Regions from separate parts of the Hordeum vulgare genome. Here region 2 is linked to region 1. A link is a contact called in public Hi-C data. All regions are on one chromosome and are shown on one strand. The core of a region is the stretch at or near the end of the contact, and the rest is flanking DNA. Distances in the headings are between cores, read along the strand shown. Region 1 holds the start of LOC123418547 (triose phosphate/phosphate translocator, chloroplastic-like). Region 2 holds the start of LOC123419150 (nitrogen regulatory protein P-II homolog).

Evidence for each region. A called contact is a pair of places that touch in the nucleus more often than the background predicts.
Region 2: a contact with region 1 is called in a Hi-C map of seedling, with 2.9 times the contacts expected there. The contact joins the promoter of LOC123419150 here to the promoter of LOC123418547 in region 1. A contact is called at or near these places in 3 of 6 Hi-C or Micro-C datasets (leaf and seedling).

Annotation. Positions count from the first base shown.
Region 1 is chr1H:51,205,947-51,213,256 of MorexV3_pseudomolecules_assembly, forward strand. It overlaps LOC123418547 (triose phosphate/phosphate translocator, chloroplastic-like), which reads right to left and starts at 4,593. Exons shown (of 13, transcript XR_006617938.1): 1 at 4,196-4,593; 2 at 2,280-2,348; 3 at 2,106-2,171; 4 at 1,951-2,029; 5 at 1,259-1,379; 6 at 1,034-1,129; 7 at 520-632; 8 at 348-425.
Region 2 is chr1H:52,026,738-52,034,047 of MorexV3_pseudomolecules_assembly, forward strand. LOC123419150 (nitrogen regulatory protein P-II homolog) reads right to left here and starts at 4,718. Exons shown (of 7, transcript XM_045107140.1): 1 at 4,431-4,718; 2 at 4,304-4,349; 3 at 4,183-4,210; 4 at 4,007-4,094; 5 at 1,894-1,961; 6 at 1,562-1,631; 7 at 911-1,237. The coding sequence starts at 4,626. The coding sequence ends at 1,125.

The DNA.
Region 1 (7,310 bases), core at 3,343-5,842:
TTTTTCCTTTCCGGCACCTAGGTCATAGCTTCTGCTCAGCCCTAGCAGCCCTGGAGTTCGGCTCATCCTTTCCGCTTTTCACTGAAAACGGTCGGTTTACCTCCACCAAAATGAGGAATCTGTGGTGCTGCGCGGATCAATTTCCCGTGGCAACAATTGATAAGTTTTTCTTTCCCAATTACCCTTACTGCTCTTTATCCCAATTGAATCCAGTTTGGATGTGCTCGGCTCATGATAGGATCTCAGTCTAATCATAAAATATTTGGATTTCTTTACAGAAAACAGGAGTAAAGAAAATCAATTGAAGAAATATATTATCTAAAGTTTAATGATAACCATAGACTTACAATAAGTGCTGGAGGAATGCAGACGATGAGAGCAATTATGGAGATATAGGCATACAGATTGGTGCTATCCATGTCAGTCTGGGACAAATAGAAATAACAAGAAAAATTGTTAAATATGAATTCTTCAAGAGGAAGGAAAACTGGGTGCAAAACCTTAAAGCAAGACACAAACCATAGCTTTCTTCGAATAAATGCTACGGTAGGTGAATGAGATATTAGAAATCATGGCATTGATGAAACCAGTCCAGTTGAATGAGAGTTCGGTGAGAGATGCGATTGATACACCTGTTCAGTTTAAAATAGTTAATCCTGGTCCACATCTCATGATCAGAATTGCTATTTTCGAGGTGTGATCCTGACATGATTCTACAATCATCATGTCAACAAAGGAACTATCATGCCTAGTGCCTACGGTTCTCATCTTAAGAATCTTGCTAGTCACACTTTATGACCTAACCAACCCCGTACTCATCACAAATTAAAACGAAAAGGACAATCTACAACACTTGCATTCTATAACATCTATTTTCCTCTTGTCCCAAATCAAACAGCATGAAACATGGGGAGCTAAACTTCATGTGAATATTGAACAATATTAACAATGATGATGAAAATATTGTGCAGAAAATGTCCTAAGTGATATATGGATAGTATGACAAGCAAAAAATGTAATAACCAGAAATTACCTATCACAACTGGAGCCAGGGATAACCACAATGTGAAGGGAACTTGCTGCCCAAGAATAAACTGTGAAGCAGCCGCGTTGAAGAACGGCTCGAGAGCTGGATTGTATTTGTTTGTTATTAAGATATTAAAAATATTTGCCTTAAAAGATTTAAAACATGTATAAAAAGAAAAAGAAAAAGTCAGCACAACAGACAGAGAACAAAACTAGAATATGGTTGCAGCACCTTTAATGGTGTGGGCAAATGAGACCGATACGGCAGCAAAAGACACAGTGCTCGTTACATGACCGATGGCATGACAAATTGCAACTGGCAGCAGCAGCTTCAAAAGCGTCGAATTCATCGGCTACAAGAGTACAACAGTGTTGGGTTTACTACTTTCTTCCAGAAATAACATCATTAAAAATAAAAAGAACAAGGACAAGAAACACTTGATGATTCACAGAAATATACAAAATATTCTCAACAAAGAACTAAATTTACATTTTGTGCATAATTTAGTGTGATTCTTAGAAGCCCATTTCATCATTTGTAAATTCCTGAAAATTCAGAAATGCACTCTATAGCACTGTAGTGTAAGATATCAAGGAGAATGGGTCATAAGTTGATTGCAAACAGGTAAAGACACAGAAGAAAAATGTTGCAGATCAAGTGATTTCTGTAAATGTTTGACTTGATCCGGCTATTTCAATTGTGTATATATCCATCGAGAACCAACATCATTTGCTAAGGATTATGGTACCAATAAATTATTATAAGTAATTGTGTCTAAGTACTTCAGAAAATAAACATATAAATGCCTAAAGACATCAATGACCCGATGCTTCATGTTTTCAAAATTATAATTTTGTGAAACGCTGATCACTACTTGTGACTAAATATAATGAACCATGAGTCAGGGTTGTGATGAGAAATACCGCACGCTTCAGGAGACCGGTGCCCCAGCTGATAAGGCAGTACAAGACTCCAACCGAAAGATGGGTCACCGACACAAAGCTATGCAAGTTGGTAAAAGTTCAGATGATGAACAGAACTGATCTCAGCATAAAAAATAATTCGGACGGACACATACTATGGATAGGGGAAGTAATCAAAGATCTTCTTGTTGAGGATGTTAAATATCACATTCAAAAAATACCTACATATTATATCAAAATAGCATCATTAGAAACACTCTCTGTCATCTACATAACTGTGGTTTACATTTATACGATATATGACCTGCAGGTGAAGTGAGTGAGCATACCACATGAAGAAGAAGAAACCAGTGACAAGAGCCGGGTACCTCTCCAAAAAACCGATGGGCTTTGCTTGCCTGTAAGTGACAACGATAAGTTGTGTTAGGGTGATACAACAAGTCGTGCTGGGGATAACAAGACTAATCTCAGAGCTCTCATGAAGATTCGTGTTGAATTCTACACTTTGAGATTTTTATTTTTTGAGAAAACAACAAGTACAACACAGACGCACACTTTGAGATTTGTTGGCAAAACATGCCAGAAATACTTAATCAGAAAATAAGACTCTCTCTCACTATTGAAACTAGCAAGACTGCGAGAGTATAGGCACAAACACACAACTGACATGCACAACCACACGCGAACACACATGCGCATGTCTTACAGAAGGTAGGAAACTATTGAAGACTCTACCATTCTCACTAATTACCATGGGCATGTATTATCCTGCTTAGCGTGCATGGCTGCATGCACTTTGAACAAAGCGGAATCCAAGTGGATAGAAATGAATAACCTCAGCTCTTAGGGCCACATACCAGCAGTAATGCATAATTTCTCTTATGTTAAGAGCATGTCCACGAATACTGTACATACTTAGACCAACTAAAGCATGCGTGTGAAATAACGTCCTAAAAAATCATGAATTTTGGTAGGACAACGTATTTTCACTCAGTAAGTCGATAACATAATAGATGTAGCATAGCAGCATTGGCATCCAAATAGAATGCTATCAGAGGAAATTATGAGCATTGGTTAGCTAATTAGTGTTATTACAGTATTCAGAACAAAGCATGATTTAAGTGTAGGAGTCCAACTTCAGCTTATATGCCTTAATTAGATAGATGGAGGATTGGGCACAAATTTGGTGTTTCCCTAGCAAATAAGAGCAACTCTAGCAGACCCCGCAAAAGACGCGAACCCGCAAAATTCCGGCGAGTATGCGGGTTCGGCCCATTTTTCCGGCCAGAACAGAGCCCGCATACTCGCCCGGCCCGTACAAAAATTTGCCGCGGCGCGTTTGCGGGTCGAAACCCTATCCCCCGCCGCCGCCGAGCCACGCAATTCCCCACCCCCCTTCTCCACATTTCTCGCCGCCGGCGACCACCTTCCGCCTCCAGCCGCCATGTGAAGAGGCAGTGGTCGGAGGAGCCGGAGGACGTCGAGTTCGCCCCCATCAAGGAGGAGCCCGAGGAGCTCGACCGCCGCGGAGTCGTCGGGCCGGAGGACTTCGTCGCCGACGTGGACGCGATTGCGGCCGCCATTGCCGAGCAAAGCGTGCACGAGGAGGCGGAGCGCCGGCGCCACGACGAGGAGATCGAAGACCTCCAGTGGCGGCAAGCGGTCGCGGCCAACCTCGCCACCAAGGCGAAGGACGACGAGTGGTGGCGCATCCGCGAGGAGCAGAGGGCGAAGTACATCGATCTCTGCAGCTCCGGCGAGGAGGATTGAGCTCCTCGGAGGCGTCGTCCATGGCCGCGAGCTCGCCACCATGAGATCCCCACCCCCCTAGTACTAGTACTAATGTAGTATGTAGTATGAACTAGTGTTTGCAATGCTTGATCATATAAAATATATGTAGTATGTAGTATGAACTTCCCGTGAAACTATATTTTCAAATTACGCAGTTTCATCTACGGTTTCTGTTCGGCCGCGCTAATTTTCGACCCGCAAACGAGATCTTCATGAAACTGCAAACGCGTTTTGCGGGTCAAGATTTTGCGGGGCCTGCTGGAGTTGCTCTAAGCGTCTGGGCTGTGCGCCCAAGTCAGCTGGCAGGTCGTCCTAACAAGTAGTACTAGATCGAGCTCTTCAGTCTGAGAAAAATAACACAAGTCCAATAACAAAACCACGCACAGCTACTGGATAAAATGTGGAGTTTACGCTGTAATGGAGTAGGGGCTGCGGGAAGGCAAGATACACTAACCCCTGGGAGTCAGATGAGGGACCGGAAGCCGACGTCCGGGGGAGCCTCCTACTCCCCGGAGAAGGCAGGGATACGGTACCGAAGGAGGAAGCGGGGAACAACGCCGGTCGGAGCTTCCCACCGCAGACCAGGTGAGCGCCGTCCGAGACGGGGTTGCCTCTGGCATGGAGCGATGGGGCTCCGCGGCGGCGGAACCGCTGGTGGCCGGCGACGGCGGCGCCGCCGCCGCAGAGGATGGTGGCGACCGCCGCCATTTGTGTCTGTCTACCGCGAAGGCGTCAGTGTGAGGATGTTGTGTGGTGGAGGTGCGCGCGCGGGGAGATAGAGCCCGTCAGACGAAAGAGCGGCAACAGTCGAACAGGCGTCGGGAGGGGAGACGGCAGGAGCTCAGAGCACGCTCACGAACTGTGGATCTCTAAGTCATAGTGGCCTACTCTGTTTGTTTGAAGGATTTTCTTGCAAGAAATCCAATCCATTATTTCTCCGTTAACACTAGTGTAGAAAACGTTATTGATGACATGTCGTCTTCGCACCATTAATAATCACCAATAAACATTAAGAACATTTCCAACAGTGACCGTAAATAACACGCGCGTGAAAAACATTGGTTTTAACACGTATGAAGCGGCTTCGCGCGCTCCAATGGACGCGGGAGATTCCGAAAAAAGATCGCACGTAAGTCCGACGCGTGTTAGCTTTGGCGCATGGCATTCGGCGCGCTTTATAAATTCAACGCCCTCCACGCATCCTCTCACTGCTCTGTGCCTCACCACGCGCCCTCCCACCACTCTCTCCGTCGCTCTTTCTCGTCTCTGCTCGCCTCGCCGCCGCCGCCGCCGCGCCGCCAGGGAAGTTCTCGCTTCCACGGTGTCCGCGAACGCCCCTCTGACACCTTCTATGCCTAGATCCGCTCCAGCGACATGCACCTCGGCCTCGACACGTTTGACACCGCCGACGAGGCCGCCAGCACGTACGATGCAGTGGCGTGGCGCCTCAACCGGCCTCGTAGGGACATAAATTTCTCCGAGGTGATCATGCGGGAGTGGGCATAGTGGCTCGCGCCTCCCCATGGGTTGTCACCGAAGAGCACCGTCGTCAGAACCAGAGGCGGGAGCGCCGCCTCGGCATCGCCGAGATGGACGAATATACCATGGCGGCGTGGTGCCAACAGTTTCTGCAGGACGTCCTCGACGAGCGCGCATTCTCCGCGCAAAGGAGGGCGGAGAGGAGGACGGAGCGAGCCGCCTATCGTGAGGACAGGCATACGCGGAAACAAGCCGCACTCTTCAACATGGAGCTCAAGGGAGCGTCGACTTGGGACTCCGACGATGAACGGTGGGCTGACGCTTTCATCACGATGGAGGAGTCGTACACCAGCAAGTCGGAGGAAGACGACGAGAAGTAGTTTTATCATTTTTTATTATGTATATTTTTATCGATGATGAACTATCGACAAGGAGCAGATTCTATCTATGAACTATTTATACTTATTGTTTTTCATCCATGCCTATCATCTTGTTTTTGTGTAGAATATGCATCGCGCGCTCTAAATTTTAGCCCTTTTGCTGGAGCGGCGTGCGCATTTTTTTTTTCAATGGCCGTTGGAACCAACGCTCTGTGACGTGTAAAATATGTTATTCCCACCTTGTAAACATGTTTTAATGCGTCGCGCGGTTGCGCGCCTGTTAAAGATGCTCTAATACCTCCCCACCTAATTGTGCGGAAAGTTTCGCCACCTGCACAGCCGTTGGATCGTCCTTGATCCACGAATCTTCAAGCACGCTCATACACATTCGTTATTTTTCTTGCCTACCACGTGCCCTTTTACCTTACCTTGTAACAGCAATGATGTTGTAAACCTCGTTGGCGAACAACAATGACAATTTAGACAAACTTTTGAAACATCAGCTCTACTGTACAAAGAATCTCTATTGTAAAAAAGATCTAGCAACACAATCTATGTTACAAAATAAATCCACAACATAATTTTCATTGTAAGTGTTTTTCAATAAAATCTTTGTTGCGAAGCAAAGGAATACGTTGAGCCGCTAAATTGTGCCGCATCTAATGACACGTGAGACGGCTAATCTTCTAGAAGGTCCACCGACCGACGCGTAGCAGCCCTCATAAAATATATTTTTGACATGTGAGGCACATTTTACCAATAACAAATACTCCCTCCGTTCCTAAATATAAGTCATTTTAGAGTTTTTACTAGGGAACTACATACGGATGTATATAGACATACTTTAGAGTATAGATTAACTCATTTTGCTCCGTATGTAGTCACTTAATGAAATCTCTTAAAAAACTTATATTTAGGAACGGAGGGAGTATATCAGTGGCATGACATATGTATGGGGTCACGTCATGAGTAATATCAATTCATCAATGACATGTCATGATGGGTCGACGTCATTAACTTATTTTTATGCATAAAAAATCGGCACAACGGCATTTTTCTAGTCAAATGTCAATATTTTCAGCTTACACAACAATAATAAAATCATATAACACTTAAGTTTATTTAATATTATAAACAAACTCGAATGGCAACATTTAAATTTAACTAAGTACTAATTAGCACGGCATGACTAGTATCCACATATTCAACGAAAGGCTGGTTGTAATGGGGAGTATCATATATATTGATACTAGTATCATGCATATGATACTAGTGTATGATACTACATTCGTAATGCATAGTATCATATAGTAGTATCATACAACAGTTCATTTATTGTCATGCATGACACATAGTAGCACAACATTTAATATGATACGGTATCACAATATGATATTCAATCCTCTTTTTCTTTATTTAATTCTATGTTACATCATTAAATATGTCTAGTTGACATGTATGATATACAACCCGCCAACATATCATGATTAGATACGTACCATGCGACATGAACCAGGGTCGTAGTTTTGAGAATCCAAACCTCACAATATATACATAGCCTCATGGTGTTGGGCACGTGGAATGCTACCCTGACACAAAATAATTTTTTCTACCGTGCAACCAAGATCACAGCATAAGGTTTTATCACTAGACTTGCAATCATGGCAGCGGACATGGAGTTGGTGTTACGTGTATCATCTCATCCTTGTG
Region 2 (7,310 bases), core at 3,468-5,967, 820 kb after region 1:
GTAAGCAAAATTTGCATTTAACCGGTACCTGTGGCGGTAAATAGGGTTTTTCCTGACATTTCCCATTTGGCGGCACAAGCGCTAGATAACGTGCATTTTTGTTAACTGGCGCCTGTGACGTTCAAACTGGGCCGGCCAATCTAGGTGTTTGTGACGTTTTTATTTTTGAAAATTCAGAACTTATTTCAATATTGATGATTTTTTTTAAAATCAGTGCATTCTTTTTAAGATTTATAAGCTTTTTTTATTCTCGATGAACTTTTTTGAAATTTGATGAATGTCATTTTGAAAATGGATGAATATTTTCAATATTTATGGGAAAAAATTCAGGTCAATAAACCATTTTTTTTTAATATTTATGAACTTTTTGCAAATTTATTGAACTTTTAAAAATTTAGTGAACTTCTCCTAAATTGGATGAACTTTTTTTCAAATTAATGAACTTTTTTCAAAATTGATGAACCCTTTTTAAGGATATAAACTTTTTTTCAAATGGATGAACCTTTTTAAAGGATATCAACTTTTTTTCAACTGGATGAACCTTTTTTTCTTTAAATCTAAAAACCTTTTTTCATTTTTTATTTTTTTTCTAACAAAAAAAATTGAACAACACTCTAGTGGACCAGCCGATGCGGATCGTTCCCATATGGCCCGTGTTTAACATCTGGGGCCAGGTTGAACTGGGCTGCAAAGAACGCGGTGCATGAACCACGTGATACATGTGGTACACCTCAATTGTCTCAAAAAAAATGTGGTACACCTAAAAAAAAAGTGGTAAGCAATCCCTTCAAGAAACAATGTGGTAATCAATCCAAATAATTAAAAAAAAAAGGAACGCGGCGCATGAACCCCACCGACGCAAACCAGCACTGAATAAGGAATGAAAAAGAAGTGATATTTTACACTGAGATCCCACAAATTATATCCAGGTTTTCATCTTCTCACCAACAGGGAGTTTATAGTAACCAATTCTTACATACAAACCACATTCAGCACATGCCCGCTTGCGCCGATTTATTCGCGCAACATACAAAGTTACACATTATTCCCCCACACACGGCCACCGATCAACCAACCGATTGATGCACTTACAGTTAGAGGCAGCAAGAGCAGTCAAATTCTACTCATGAGATTGTGATCACCGGGGGCAGTTTGTCTGACAGACCGCCAATCATCCTCTCCGCATGCGCTCCACGTTCCCCGGTGCGTATCCTTACAACGTCCGCAACGGGTATCACTGGGAAAATAGGCACAAAAACAGATGAGGCCTAAGCATAGAGATCATGATTCCTAGGTTTCTAAGACAAAATGCAGCTATAGGAAATCACAGGGATAGTATGCATGTGAAACAGCACTTCAGGACTAAAAGCACACATTTCTCGAGGGCATGTATGTTGTTGCAACACTCTGCTTAGTGTTCACTAATAGTTTGGTATTGTGATTAGCTTCCTGGAGATAAGCATTTCAGACTAAACGACAGCAACAACTGTACGGGAATAGGATTAAACCCAACAGCGTGATTGCAGACTTATAACAGTCGCCAAGAAAACTTTGCACTTACAGAATATCTTTCCATCACCAATTTCTCCAGTTCTGGCCTCTTCAATTATTTTGTCAATTACTGGCTCCACCTGGACAGTACAAAAACAAATTAACATAGTGCAAAACAAAACATTCAAAAAGATACTCAGAATAGACAGCACAAATATTTTAACAGCGCTATATATAAGTGAACAGCAAAACAAATTGTATCATAGAGAAAGAAGGTGATTATTTGAATCCCAGAGAAAATTGTATTATTTTGATACTATGATCAGCTATCTCAACCAGAGGGCATGAAAGATGTACACTTTCCTTTTTTCAGGATTAATAGACAAGTGCACAAGCAATTACCTGCTCCTTGCACACAACTATTTCCATTTTAACTTTAGCAATAAATGTATCTTCTGAAAATTCTGACCCTGCAAACCAACAATGAGCAAGCATCAACATAAGAACTTACAATTGCATAATTAAATTAGTTACTGAATAGCCCTAAAGGACTAATATACTTGATCAATTAGGCATGTAACATGCCAATTCTGATATGAATGCTAAAATTCAAAAAAAAAATCCATGTCTTTATCCCGATATTTTTCTAATTCCCAGCCTTTTCCTCCTGAAGTTGTTTCAATACTTTCTCCTGTTTGCTCATTATATTTTCAAGTCCAATTTGTTCATGGGTATGCGCTTTCCCGTGCAAACATGAGATAAACAGCACTGGACTGAATCCACATCTTTTGAGATAGTTGACTTCAACTAATAATCTGTCCAATATATGTTTCTACGTATACAGAACCTGATTTCATATAATTTGCTCAATGTACCAACACTTAAGCATACACAAGACTAATGGGGAACTTATGTAAGAAAATGCAAGAACGACTGTGCTCAATCTTTGGCTGTTAACATTCATCAAGGACCTAAAGAAAGAACAGACAGGTAATAGAGGAAGGTGCTAATGGGATACGTCAATATAATTTCTCAAAGCTTTGACTTCTTTCTACTTCTGCTATCAACTTGGGTGTGATTCAACTTCATTCCCTTTCTTGCAATTAGCTTGTACTCATGACCAACCATCAAGATGCTGGAATGTTTGATAAAGAAAATACAGAAAATGGTGCTATAAATGGAATAGGAACCGAGTTACAGATATTTCAAGCCAATATACTGCATCAGAAGAAACAAAAATGTAATCTTAAGTGCAACATTTGTAACAATCAGGGGTTGCTTCCAGTTCCTGAAAGCTCACCCCCTATCTGCAGCTTCTTTCTTTTTTTTGGATAAAGAGAGCTCCCACTGCGATTTCTGTTAAAAGAAACCACAATGTCTTACAGGCTACTAGAAGCTAACAAGAAAATGAAAGCGGACACTACGATGCGTGATCTACCGGAGCAGCATGAGCTAGGCTCATCTGTCCACCCAGCCACAGAAGGCTATATCAGCCGAATGCCGATGGCCCACAAAAACATCCAGACTCCAGACAACATAAGTCCGGGATCCCACAAGCCGGATCTCCAGGGACAGGTGCTAACAGCAACATATAAAATCTGTACCATACTAATAAGTTCCATTAATCGTAAAAATCTGCCAATGAAGTTCTTGGTAAAGGGCTTGAACAAGTTCATTTCAGGAGAACCTTGTATGGTGATTCACTGGAGCTGTGGAATCATATCGAGGAGGTTTGTGATGAGGTGACTTTGACTGATCAGAATATGTTGTCTGGAGTCTTCTTTTAAGTGGAGAACATACAAATCACAAAGGATTTACCAGCACAGAACAATACATACCAACAAAATCAGGCAAGACAAATTACAGCATTTTTTTCAAATGGTTCGTTAATTTGTTAATGAAAACCAGTATAAAGACAACTAGCGACCCATTCCTTTCACAACTCAATGCAACGTTGCTTTGAAGTCGAAGCTGCGGTGGCAGGGCCCCGGTGTTATATGATGACAAACAGCAGGTGGTTCGTTCGATGATCTTTTGCGGCGCCAGCCGTGCCTACTTCTCCTTCATGGTTCTCCTTAGAGTCGGAGCTGTGCTGTTTGGTCGCCGGTGGCAGGGTCTGGCGCGGGCCTTCACGCATCTCCACACGGCCTCTTCAGTATGGGTTGAGTTGACGATCGCCTACGACGAAGTCAGGGTCGTTTGCTCAGGGTTTAGGGATGACGATGAGGCCTCTAGGGGAGGAGTGATGGCGATGACGCCTGCGTGCTGTCTCGGCAAGACCCTCTATGGAGTGGTGTGCGTGTGGTTTCTTATGTGTGCCGCCGAGCGATTCTGATGGTTTTCACCCGGTTCTCCAAAATGAACTGGGCAACCTGGTTTTCGCTCGGTTTTTCTCAATTAACTGAGCAACTCTTTTCTTCTTAATGAATGCAGCCATTTCCAAAAAGAAAAAAACTCAATGCAATGTTGGCTCTAGGGAACACATTAACTGCAACCACAGCCGAGCCAATAATACCTTCATACCGCTCCGTCGACCCGCCCTGCGCGCCATAACCCCGCACATCGGACACCGTCACGCCTCTGATCCCCATTTCGAGCAAGCCCTGCAGAATTTCCGTGCAGCTATTTGAACGAACACCTCGTGTGCGTGCAAGAACTGGACGACCATTTGGAACCGCAACCCGCACTCACCGACGAGACATGCGGCACCCTCCACGGCCTGCACCAATCCGGCACGATTCACCGTGGGTCAGTCAAATCTACAAACAAACCAGGAAGGCCCCGAAGCTCGCTGGTGTACTGACGCACTGACCTCAGGATGGCCTCGATCTTGTAGAACTCCGAGTCCGGCAGGTACCCTGAAAAGGTGATGGGTGAGAAAAAGATTGAGCTCGATGCAGGAACATCGCGTCTCGGCGAGGGGGGGAGGGGCTCCTGACCTGGGGAGGGAGCGCTCTGGGCGCGCGCGGGCGTGGCCGGGCGGCGATGACGACGGGCCGCGTTGACCTGGAGGATGGACCAACGCGGGGGAAGGAGGCGGGAGGTGGGGAAGGGTCGCCGGATATATGCGGTGTGGGGGAGTAGGCCGCCGGATATGGCACCCACCGCGGCGGCCGGAGAAGTCGCCGGCGACATGATGGACGCAGTTGTTGGCGATTCAGTGTCGTCTGGTGTCTCCTCAGTCGGTCACAAGGTCAGACAAGACAATCCACAGTTATCAGACTGAAGATAAAACGACACTGTACTAGCACGTGTTTAATAACGATTTTACAATCTCGGCCGTTGAGGAATACGAAGGGTCGACCTCTGTCAATGACCGAGGAAATACGAAGTGGGATTTTGGTAAAATCGAACGCAAGATTATTCTTTAGGCCCTGCTTGGGATGTTTTTTTGCCAAATACATTTATAAAAATAATACACACATTCATTTATCGGTTTAGATTTCAGTTGATTTTATACTTATGACAGGTATAATAACTCTATAAAATATTACACTTGTAAAAATAAAACGGCATTTTAGACAGGGCTTTAATATGGCAGGTCAAACTTTTTTATAATACGGAGTATAAATTATATTGTTGTGGGATGACAATTTTTTACCAAATCTCTTCCTTATAATAAATCAAATACGATTTCTGTTCGTCCGTTTTGGAAATTACCCTAAAGTTTGCATAAATTACCCACCATATCACCGGTAAGTAATACAAACGTTCCACAAAGAAAAAAATTGGACTGGGCCGGCCCATGTAAAAATCTCCTATATTACGCTCTGCATGCTGGGAGAATATCCAGCACACCGTATGGGCCAGCCCATACACAGGCGCCTGCTTTTAGTTCCGTTTATTTATTTATTTTCAGTTCCGTTTTTTTTTAAAATAATTTAGAACTTCAAATAATCTTTGAAATTTTAATAAACTGAAAATTATAAATCAACATATTTAAAAAATTAAAATGTTTGTGACTTCAAATACTGCTCGGAGTTTTGTAAAAAATGCTTGCATGTACAATAAAATGTTTGCAATTTTAAAAAAATGTTTGTACAATAAGAATAGTCCATGATCTCAAATACAATTTCATGTATTAAAAATTATTAAAGGCATTTAACAAAATGCTTTCAAATGCAAAATATGCTAATGCATTTAAAAAATGTCCTAAAATTTTAAAAATAGCTAATGCCTGTTTTGATAGTTTATTTTTTTTATTTAAAATTTTCCATTCCACTTTTTTTATAATTTAAATAATTTAGAATTACAAAAACTTTTACGTATTAAAAAATAGGAATTTTGAATTAAAATGCTGACAAATTTTTATTTTGAAATAAAAATAGGACTCATAAAAAGCGCTGGATTTTTTTTTTTTGCAAATTCCAAAACAATGTCCATGAATTTAATAAATATATTACTGATTTATAAAAATGTTTGCTTATTCAGAAAAACTTCATGCTTTTCAAAAAATGTTTGTGAATTTAAAATAAAATCCTCCAACATCAAAAATTATGTTCGGCTTTTCTTGAATTGGTCGTCAATTCAAAAGAAAATATTTAAACCCGTTCGAAATATAAAAAATATTCACAGTTTTTAGTAAATGTTTGTAAATTGTAAAAAATGTTTTCGATTTTAAAATTGTTCTCATATTTGTAAAATTGTTCATGAAAGATCTAATATATGTAGTTAAACATTAATGCTTCTAAGTCTTTGTGACAATATACCTGTGTGAATTTTGAAGAATTAACTGTTGGATGGATCAGATTATTATTGTATGTTTTCTAAAAGAAATTATTGAAATTCAGAATAAATCTATGAGTTACCAAGATTTTTGATAACCATGATATATATTTTTTGAAAATGTAAAGATTGCTTCAACTTGTGAATAAATTTAAAAGAAGAAACATTTTTTTCATTTGTGCACAAAATTTTTAAATCAAGCGATGATATGTGAACATAATGTGGTCATCATCATTGGAGATTATGTTTTTTTCTTCCGTAACAACGCACGGGCCATTTTGCCAGTAAATAATTAAATATCTACTTAAATGATAACGTTCATACATACTACCTCTGTATCATAATATATGACGTAAATAAACTGCTAAAATGTCATATATTATGATAGGAAGGGAGTATAACATAAGATGATATGGTTCACATGTCTATATAATCATCTATTTTGCCACATCAAAATATGGCATTAATGTTTTTTTTTGGTTTTTTAGACATAAAAATAATTTCTCATTTAAATAAAAATCTAATTGAAAATCCGTTTTTAACATTAAATTTGTCTTGGTGAGATCTTCAAACTAGATCTCTTATTGATATATTTTGGCGACTTTTTTTGGTCAAAAGTTGACATGATGTTTATACTAAAGTTGTCATAGTGTTTACAATAAATTTGCCACAATATGTTTCATCTAGTTTTCTTCTAGGTTTAGAGTTATCACTGTATTTCAACTGTTTTTCACAATAATTTTTATTAATTAACCACGACAATTTTTAATAATTAACCACGACAAATTTAATTCGTGGATCACAGTAATTTTTAGTACTTCATCATGGTAAATTCAGTTTATAGATCATGGCAATTTTAGTATTTTGATCATGGCAATTCTAGTATTTTGAACATGGAAAATATTTTTTGTATGAAACACGACAAATTTTCGTGCATGTATCATGGAAAAATTAAGTAATTCACCATGGCAATTTTAGTTTATGGTTCATGATAAATTTGAGTCACTGATCATGCATTTCTAAGTAATTGACGGCATTTTTTTTTACTTATGAACCATGTCAACATTATTTCATGGATCATGAAATTTTTTAGT